2 separate regions of the Mus musculus genome follow, and region 2 is linked to region 1. A link is a contact called in public HiChIP or PLAC-seq data. All regions are on one chromosome and are shown on one strand. Each heading gives the region's core, a stretch centred on a gene start, on an enhancer-like site or on the middle of the called end of the contact. The rest is flanking DNA. Distances are from core to core; before and after follow the strand shown.

Region 1 (4,679 bases), core at 952-3,451:
CCAGGACCATTATGATGGGAGCATGGCAGCAGACATCTTGGCATGCCACTGGGGCAGCAGCTATGAGCTTACATCATGAACTACAAGCATGAGATAGAGAGAGCCAACTGGGGATTCTGTGGGCTTTTGAAACTTGTAGTCCCACCCCCGAGACACACCTTCCCTCAACAAGGCCACACCTCCTAATACTTCTCAAACAGTTTCACTAACTGGAAACCAAGAATCCACATCCTCACTGAAACCACTACAGAGGGTGTCGGATCCCCTGGAGCTAGCATTACAAGCATCTGCAGCACGTGGGTGCTGGGATCTAAACTCCAGTCCTCAGGATGAGGCAGCAAGCCTTCTTAACGACTGCTCTGTCTTCCCAGCCCCTGGTTTAAATGAGATGCTTCGGATTGAACCCCAAGCCCTGTGCAGGCTAAGCACGGTCTTTACTCCCAAGCTCTCTCTCCAGACCCTAAATTATATTTTATACAGAAAGGAACTAAGCCGCATGAACCCCGTCAGCTTTCCTGAGATCCTATAGCAAGAATGGTAAAGTGCAGAGGTGAAACACCTGGCTTTGCATTATCCTCACTGCATTTTTTAAAAGTTTTTCTGGGGCCGGAGAGATGGCACAGCAGTTGGGAGCGCTCGCTCCTTTTGCAGAGGACTCAGGTTTGGCTCCCAGCACCCATGTGATGCCTTCACAACCATCTCTAGCTCCAGCTCCCAGGGACCCCCCCCCCTCTTCTGACCTCCACAGACACCAGGGATGCACTTGGTGCACTATACGTGCAGGCAAAACACTTGTACATGAAATAATTTTTAATTATAAATACTTGGGGTGGGTGAATTCGTTCACATGCCCACATACATGTGAGGTACACATGAGCGTAGGCATGTGCGTGATACAATACTCACATGGAAGTCAGAGAAGGCCAGTTCAGGCATCAGTCCTCAGCTTCCACACTGTGGAAGTGCTGCCTACACTGTGTTGGCTCCTTTTCAAACTTCCAAGGATTCTGTTCCCACCTCCCATCTTGACTCCGGAGCACTGTAATTACAGACTTCTATGTCCAACTTTACATCTCTACCCTTACAAAGTGAGCTCTTTACCCACTAAGCCATCTCCCCGGCCCCTACCCTCACTGTATGCTGGCTAAGTGTCTGTCACCAAGTAAAAGCCAGTCTGTGGGCCAAGTTCTTTACATAGATTATTTCATTAAGTCCCCATAACAGTCATTCCCCACCTCAAATGTCAAAAAACTAAGATTTAGAAGAATTAGCCAAATTCCCTGTAGATAGAAAGTGGGCTCTGAGATTGCCGACAGAGCCCAGAAATACAGAAAATACTAAGGCACGGTGATAAGCCACGACTGCAGTCTCCCTAGAAGACTCTAATCTGGAGGATATGAAAATACAGCTGCGGGCCTAGGACAGAAGTTCCCCGGTACTTTCCACTCTTCTGGACTTTACAATAGGCCAAGGGAAGAATGGAGCCTTGCCCAAGAACTTGAAGTCTCTGTTGGTTCAGCTATCCAGCTAGCAGCAGAGGAGACTTCCTCCCTACTGCCTCCCTTAGCATTAGAACCCACAGTAGCAGGGACTTCCTGCAAGCAGGTCTGTCTGGGATTTGCAGGCTTGGGACTCAAATTCACACAATCTCAGGTGTAACTCTTAGAATCGATTCTGAACAATGCTAACTTACACCCACTACGTTTCCTTCTGCTCTTATCACCCCTGGTTCAGGCAGGGGCACAGCAGGGCTCTGCAGGCCCAGCAGAAATGCAAGCAGGTCTGGGAGGGGTAAAGGGAAGGAATGTAGTAGAGAAGCGTATTTGGATTTGGTCATTTGGGACTGAGACCAACAGATGGTAGGACAAAGATCACGGTTATGAGAGGGGCTTTTGAGGGAGGAGGAGGAGGGAAAAGGAGGAGGGAGAGGAGGAGGAAGATGACGACGACGACAACCACCACCACCACTACCAACAACAGCAACAACCATCCCTGAGGGTCACCTAACCCCACCAGGATAGTGAGAAGGACATTAGAAGACCAGAATAATTGTGGCCACCGAATAAAAAGTTACACACGCACACCCCATCTTCCTGCCTGCCGTTCCCTGTCCCTTCATTTCCACGCCCATTATTCTGGTGTGACAGAGTTCCCCTGATGCTCTCAGGCTCTAAAGCCGGAACAGCAGCACCCCCTCGTGGTCAAGGCTCACCAATGGTCCAGGCTGATTCTTTGCTCGATTACCCAGGCAGGAGGTAATGGCATGCTGAAATGAGTTCCTTAGATTTCTGGCTGTTCAATGGCTTCTGTAAATGGCACCGCCTCACTCCCGCTACCTTTTCAGCCCGTTTTACCCACAGATAAGATATATAACTACCTACAATGCTCCAATGTGACCTGTTGGATCTTTTTTTTTAAGATAGATTTATTTTTATGTTATGTGTGTGAGTGCTTCACCTGCATGTCAGGGCACTGGGGGCATACCCGAGGCTTATGGAGGCCAGAAGATAGCACTGAATCCCCTGTAACTAGAGTTGCAGATGGCTGCAACCATGTGGGACTAGGAACCCAGCCCAGGTCATCTGCAAGAGCAGCCAGTGCCCTTAAGAGCTGACCTCTCTCCAGCCCATGCAATGCATTTTGATGATAGATTGTCCTTGGGGAGGGCAGATTTTTTTTTTCATGATTTAATAAATCAGTAGCTCTGGGCTGAAGAGGAAAAGAAAACTCTATCTTTGCTCCCATTTGGGGCCATTCTGCCATGTTGAAGCAGGCTGGTTTTCATTCATTTTAAACCCAAATCAATCAATCAATCAATCAATCAACCTCTTAAATCAGGCAACATCACATGTGCACCTCTAATGAATAATTAATTTGGCAGAAGAGAGAAAAATCACACCCAGCCATTGGGTGGATAGAGGAGTTGGGGAGTAAACCGTGCTGACCATGTAATGGTCCAGGCTTTCTCAAGAGGTGAAGGAAGCTCCAATGGTCAAACCGGGGCTAATATCCACCAAGCTCTCCCTGTGTCTGTGCAGACACATTGTCGTAGTCATTGTGTCTGGACTCCAGCAAGTTCGCCCTCCCCACAGGTGCTCCCCTGCCTCTGTTAAGAGAAAGTCAGAAGCAGGTGGATCTGGGAGGATGGTGTGGCACAGACACAGCCCTGTCATCTGAGGGCAGGGCCTGAAGTCTAGACCTATCCTGGCCACAGGCAGGGAGTGAGCCGGGCAAAAGGGAGCTAGGAGCCAGCCCGTTTCCATAGATACCGATTTCACTTGCATTTTATGACAGCTGTGCTAGGCTGCCTGGAGAGGCATTGTTTAGACGCCTGGGGGACTGGCTTGGAAGGAAAATGCAGTAAGAGCGATTTCTCATAAAGCCTGGTGCTTTCCCTCACTAAGGGGCAGCCCTGGTAGGACCATTCCCTTTAGGTATGTGAGCAGCTAGAAATGTCAACCTCAGACACCATGAAGGTCATCCAAAATGACCCTTAGAAGCAAGCCATTGTCAGGACCACTCAACCCTGAGCCCAGTGTGAGAGTCTCCCTGGGACTTATGTGAAGAATCTCACCCTGGTCTTCTGCGGGACCTAGAAGAAAACCTGGGAAAACTTCCCCTGTGCCCCAGTTGAAGCCAATGACTGACTCCTGAGAACCTGCAGTGCTATGTCTTGCTTTTCCATCTCCACTCCTACATCTCACCTACCCAGAAGGCCTGTCTCTGCTCACACTCAGCTTCTTACCGCACACATCACCAGGTTCTCTCCTTTGCTAGGGCTTCATAAACTAGATTGAGCAAGATGGATCTCCTGTGCTCAGCAATCTCAGACACTGGTGGGAGAGACAGACACATAAATGAACCATCGAGAACAAGAGAACAGTAGGGTCAGAGGAGACTTTCAAGAGAAACTAAAGCTTCAATGAGGCCTCAAGACATGAGTCAGGGTTCAATGTAGAGGCATTGCATAGGCAGAAGCTTGGCAGTAAGAAGGAGGGTAATGGGAATCGGGACCCCAACGGGTCGCAGATGCTGAGAGTTGAGTACAAAGACATCAGTGGCAAGAGATGGGCAGGAGTAAGAGATGAGCAACACCCCCCCCATGCACCATGCTACAGACCCAAGCTGCCCCTGACCCCCCACGCTGCCCCCTCCTCCTCTCCTCTCCCTCCTCCTCCCTCTCCTCTTCCTCCTCTTCCTCCTCCTCTTCTTCCTCCTCTTCCTCCTCCTGCCCTTCCAGGTGCCTTGCAGCAGGTCCATGAGTGACTCATTGATAGCAAGCCACAGAGAGGTTTAAGTACAGGAAGGACATGACTAGGTTTGTGTTTCAAAAAGACTGTTTTGATTTCCAGACCCAACCTCCACTCATTCCCCAGCACAGTTTACTTAGCCTGAGACAAGTTCTGACCACAATAAAGTTTACATCAAAAAGTTAAAACTCTACAGGAAGTATAGGAGCACTTTCGTGTCATATGTGAGACCCTGAGTTGATCCCCAACACCACACCAGAAAAAAACCAACACATACAAACAAACAAACAAACAAACAAACAAAAAGTAAGAAAAAGGCAAGTTCTTTGGAACTGTGAAACTTACTTCATGCAGAGACCGACTTCAGAGTCGTTTATCCTCTGGCTGTGTTGATGGTGCCATCTAGTGGTAGAACTGTATGTAGATCGC
Region 2 (4,491 bases), core at 1,762-4,261, 66 kb before region 1:
AAGATGGAGTCAGGGTTGGTAAGAACACAAGCACACATCTGTGGCAATCACAGTTACCTAGATACCACCTAGCCCTGGCCACTCTCCTCTGCTCAGCCTCCCAAGAAGGTCAGAAATCCCTTGGTCTCCATCATAGAGTACAAAAGTCCCAGCCTGCCCAACACTTCCCGGAGGTTGCTAGGTTCTAAGAGGTCCTTGTCACAGAGGAGACAGGGTGTGACAAATGCAGCCCCTCTGAGTAATCACAAGCCAGGAATAAATAAACACAGACACCCCACCTGCCACACCACACGCATGGAGACTGGAGTAACTTGTACACAACCTATAAACTGCCCAGGGAATATTTTTAAATCCTGGTATTTCTGCCCTTGAGTCACTCTGGGCACTTTGCTCATCAGCATGCCTGATGTCTGAGAATGGCAACTTTCCAAAGAGACTCATGTATCAGGGTCATAAAGGCCACATACTCTGCACATTTCCCCAGAAACCGAACTGGTGCCACAAAGCCCCAGGGGACTGCTCAGTCGTATGGGTTTAGGGCTCTGGGTAGACCATTCTTTGCCATATTGGGGCATGGGATTTCTCTCCAACTCCATAGGGGGATTGCATATACCCTGAAATATGAAGAGCATAGCCTGGCTATTTGATCCATGCTCCAAAAGTACAGGTGTTATTCTTATCTGCGTGGACTCATTGGATGCATATTTATATCTCAATTCCTAGGAAATTATCATGCTCAGTGTAGACATGACATATGAAGACACATGGGATTAAAAGCTGTTTGTAGCATGTACCGTAGTTTTAAAATATATGCTTTTTTTTTTTTTTTTTTTTGTACCAAAGATGCTACTTGGAAGCACATTTTGTAACAACTATGGTACTAAAGAAGTTTAACCACAGTTAGTGAAATGCAATCTATCCTTCAAAAAGACTATGGAGAAGGCTGGGGAAGTGGCTTTAGTGGTTAAGTTCATGTACTGCTCTTCCAGAGGGCCCAAGTTCTGATCCCAGAATCCATGTCAGATGGCTCACAACCATCTGTGACTCCAGCTCTAGGAAGTCTGATAACTCCACAGACACTGCTCACATGTGGCATGTACTCACACAGATAAGTACACATACATAAAATAAATCTTAAAAGAAATCTATAGTAGAGGCAGACAGTCTGCCCTATTACATTTGGATGCAGAGAAAAAGGCATTAAAGGAACTAGTATAAAGTTTTATTGACACCAGAATAGAGTGGCCATGCATAGACGAGGAACCACAGGGGTGTCTGGCTTCATAGAAGAGCTAATGACTCAGAGCACACACAGTAGGGAGCAGGAAGGAAACTAGACACAAAGGGATTCCTAGAAATATGGTGACTTTGCTCGAATGTCCTCAAATTGTTCTCTATTTTTTGCTACTATAACAACATACCTCAAGCTGCATAATGTACAAAGAAAAGGAGTTCATTGAGCTCATGATCCTGAAAGCTGAAATTCCAAACAGTGTGGTACAGTCTCTGGCTAAGCCCCTTGTGGCTACATCACCCTGGTAGATGATTTATTGAAAGGCCACATAACAGATCAGTTCACAAAACAGGAAACCAGAGAGCAATTCAAGGCTAGGACCTGGGGGCAGCGAAATGACTCAACAGGTAAAACACTTCCACCAGACTTGACAACCTGAGTTTCATCCCAGGACCCACATGGTGTGAGGAGAGTATTGACTACCTCAGGCTGACCTCTGACCTCCACACATACACTGTGGCACATGTGCATCCCTCCCAACACACACACACACACACACACACACACACACACACACATACACACAAATATAATTTAAGAACAAAAGATTGGGCTTGCTCCCATATAGCAACTCATTCCCTTGAAAGCTAGCTCAGGCCCCACAGAAATTCCTTAATTCCTTCTGAGATCTGTTTCCAAAAGATATACTTATTTTTAGTTTATATGTACAGGTGTTTTGCCTGCAAGTATGTCTGTGCACTACATGCTTACAGAGGCCAGAAGAAGATGCTGGATGCCTTAAGACTGGAGTTACAGATGGTTGTGAACCATCATGTGGGTACTAGGAGTTGAACCTGGACCCTCTGCAAGAGCATCCAGTGTTCTTAACCACTGAGCTATCTCTTTAACCATCCCTTTTCCAATTGAACTCTTGACTCTAAATGATCTAAGGACCTCCTACAGTGGAGAACAAGTTCCCAACACACAAGCCATGGTGAGGAGAGATGAGAGATGAGGCAAGGGACAGCAGGAGAGCTGAGTTAGGGACCCATATGCAGTGAGGGTCAAGGAGCCATATATGGTGTTTCGTTGCTTGCCATCTCGAGCAGTTATTCCCCAAGTTAAGTAGGCACTGCCTGCTTCTCTGAACATGTGGTCTGAAATGTCTCCTGGCTCTCTCCCTTCCCTCTCAACTTCTCTTACACAGAGTTCTGGAATTGCTGCCCTGCTGGGGAGTTTCTTCCAGTGTGTGATGGAGTCATACGGTTACTATGTGGGTACTGGGAATTGAACCTGGGTTCTCTGCAAGAGCAGCCAGTGCTCTTAACCACTAACAAGTAGACCTCTTAGTGGGGCAGGCACAGAACTAAACTAGGAAGTCCTCAACAAACAAACTAGTAGTGAGAGATTTCAGAAACCAAAACCTTTGGGCTATTGCTGACTCCTAGGTGACCTAACGACAGTTAGGAAAGGGTTTCTGTCTGTTTTCCCAGATGCTTTATCCCCACGTGTCAGAAGACTATCACAGTGCTTGCCTACTGTTTTAAGGACACTCTGCTGCTGTCTACCTGAAACTCTTCACAAGAATACAGTCGGAGAATGCTGAATACAGCTACAACCCCCCTGAGGTGAGCTGTGCACGTTGTGCAACCCATACAACCCACACGATGACTCAAGGCTCCTGGCCTTTCTTTATAATGAGGCTGCTGCCCTGTGTGGCAATGCAGCCCTCAGGAAACCAAAGCAGGAAAATCACAAGTTCAAAGCAGCCAAGGGTACAAAGTGAAACCCTGTCTCAAAAACAACTTAAGAAGAATTGCTAGTCTGAGGTCCAGGGTGTGAAGGTAGGAGTCCTACCAGCTGGTTGGTCCCATAAAAAGAAAAACCAAACAAAACCTGGGCAACAAGATAGCTCTGTGGGTTGGGCCACTTGCCTGTTGAGCCTACAGACCTGAATTCCATCCCCAGGAACCCACATGGTGGAAGGATTGAACATCCACAACTCCTGCAAGTTGTCCTCTGACCCCCACCCACATGTTGTAGGTGGCAAGTGCACACACACACCTAATTAATTAGCTAATTAATTAAATGTAAAACTAACCAAAGAAAAAAGGCAACCAGCCCAGAAGTTTCTGCTTCTTGACCTCACCAGGTGCTGAAGGCAGACTGAGGCTGGGGTGTCAAGGTTTCTACTTCCTGACACCCTCACCTCGTAGCACGCCCATGCAGGCTGTCTGGTACCTTTAGAACACAATCTGGCCACCTTCATTTTTCGCTGTGATGTCACCTTCTCTGTGAGACACCCTTAACCACCTTGCTTAAAACCACAAAGGCCAACAGGGCCTGGCAACCTCCTCCTGCACACACCTTTGAGCACACTCCATCGATATTTAGCTCATTATGTTTAGCATTTGTCTCTCACCACTAGATTGCAGGCTCATGTGACTGAAAATTAAGTAGTCTTGGTTTACTGCTAGATCTCCAGCCCTAAGAGCAGCGGCTGGTAAATGCTAAGAACTCAGAGATTGGCTAAATGAATTAATCATCTTCCTCTTGGCCACCACCTTTCCAGTCCTCTCAGCTCTGTTGCTTTTGGAAGCTCTTTTTTCTTCTGAATCACACTTTGATTTGCCTAAGATGTTGAACCACCCTGTTCCTCCATCAGCACCACTTCCCCTGGAGTAAGATGTGAACGCTGATTATGCTTGCCCTGGAGTCAGACAGTACCTTACCTTCAACCCCATTATCAGTACCTTTTCGTGAGCTGGTTGATAAGATTTCCATAAGGATTGGCGAGTACCTATCACAGTTCTTCACTCTACAGGAAAGAGGGTGAAGCTCAAAAGCACTAAAGGAACATGCCAAGGTCTCACAGGCAGAAAGCTCAGGAGTCAGGATTCAGACGCTGAACCATCTAAGCTCAGAGCCTACAGTCAGCTGCCAAATAGTGTAGCTGTTCTCAACGGGTGTTGCCCCTGAAGAGTTACTGCGATTGCTTCACAGTAGAAATTCACAGCCAACATTCGCCAAGCAGGTTTGTGTGTGTGTGTGTGTGTGTGTGTGTGTGTGTGTGTGCGCGTGCGTGTTACATACAGTTCCGGTGAGAAGTCATTTTCTCTGAGGCAGATGGCTTCCCACCTGGGGAGTTACAAGCAAGGAAACCAAAACAAGAGCTGTCGCTGTTCAACTTGAACTTGAGAAAGAGATTGCGCAGGAGAAAACCCTACAGCTGTTCACATGCTCCTTTGAGTTATTTT

Evidence for each region. HiChIP or PLAC-seq counts read pairs in DNA pulled down with a chosen protein or histone mark.
Region 2: a contact with region 1 is called in a BATF HiChIP or PLAC-seq map of CD8 T cells, with 7 read pairs. The contact joins two enhancer-like sites. A contact is called at or near these places in 2 of 39 promoter capture datasets (HPC-7-derived erythroid cells and liver), 1 of 15 datasets of contacts at CTCF or cohesin (CD8 T cells), 4 of 484 Hi-C or Micro-C datasets (Th1 cells, bone marrow-derived dendritic cells, liver and 1 more), 3 of 115 datasets of contacts at active chromatin or transcription factors (CD8 T cells, acute myeloid leukemia and embryonic stem cells) and 1 of 9 other capture datasets (liver).

Annotation. Positions count from the first base shown.
Region 1 is chr3:96,936,408-96,941,086 of GRCm38.p6, reverse strand. No RefSeq gene overlaps it. Among named protein-coding and RNA genes, the nearest start is that of Gja8, 13 kb to the right of the region's middle. Within about 2 kb of position 2,201, at least 39 of the 459 cell types and tissues checked have an H3K27ac peak or open chromatin away from gene starts, as enhancers often do. A contact at or near this core is called in CD8 T cells, where this site is marked.
Region 2 is chr3:97,003,136-97,007,626 of GRCm38.p6, reverse strand. No RefSeq gene overlaps it. Among named protein-coding and RNA genes, the nearest start is that of Gja5, 27 kb to the left of the region's middle. Within about 2 kb of position 3,011, at least 20 of the 459 cell types and tissues checked have an H3K27ac peak or open chromatin away from gene starts, as enhancers often do. A contact at or near this core is called in CD8 T cells, where this site is marked.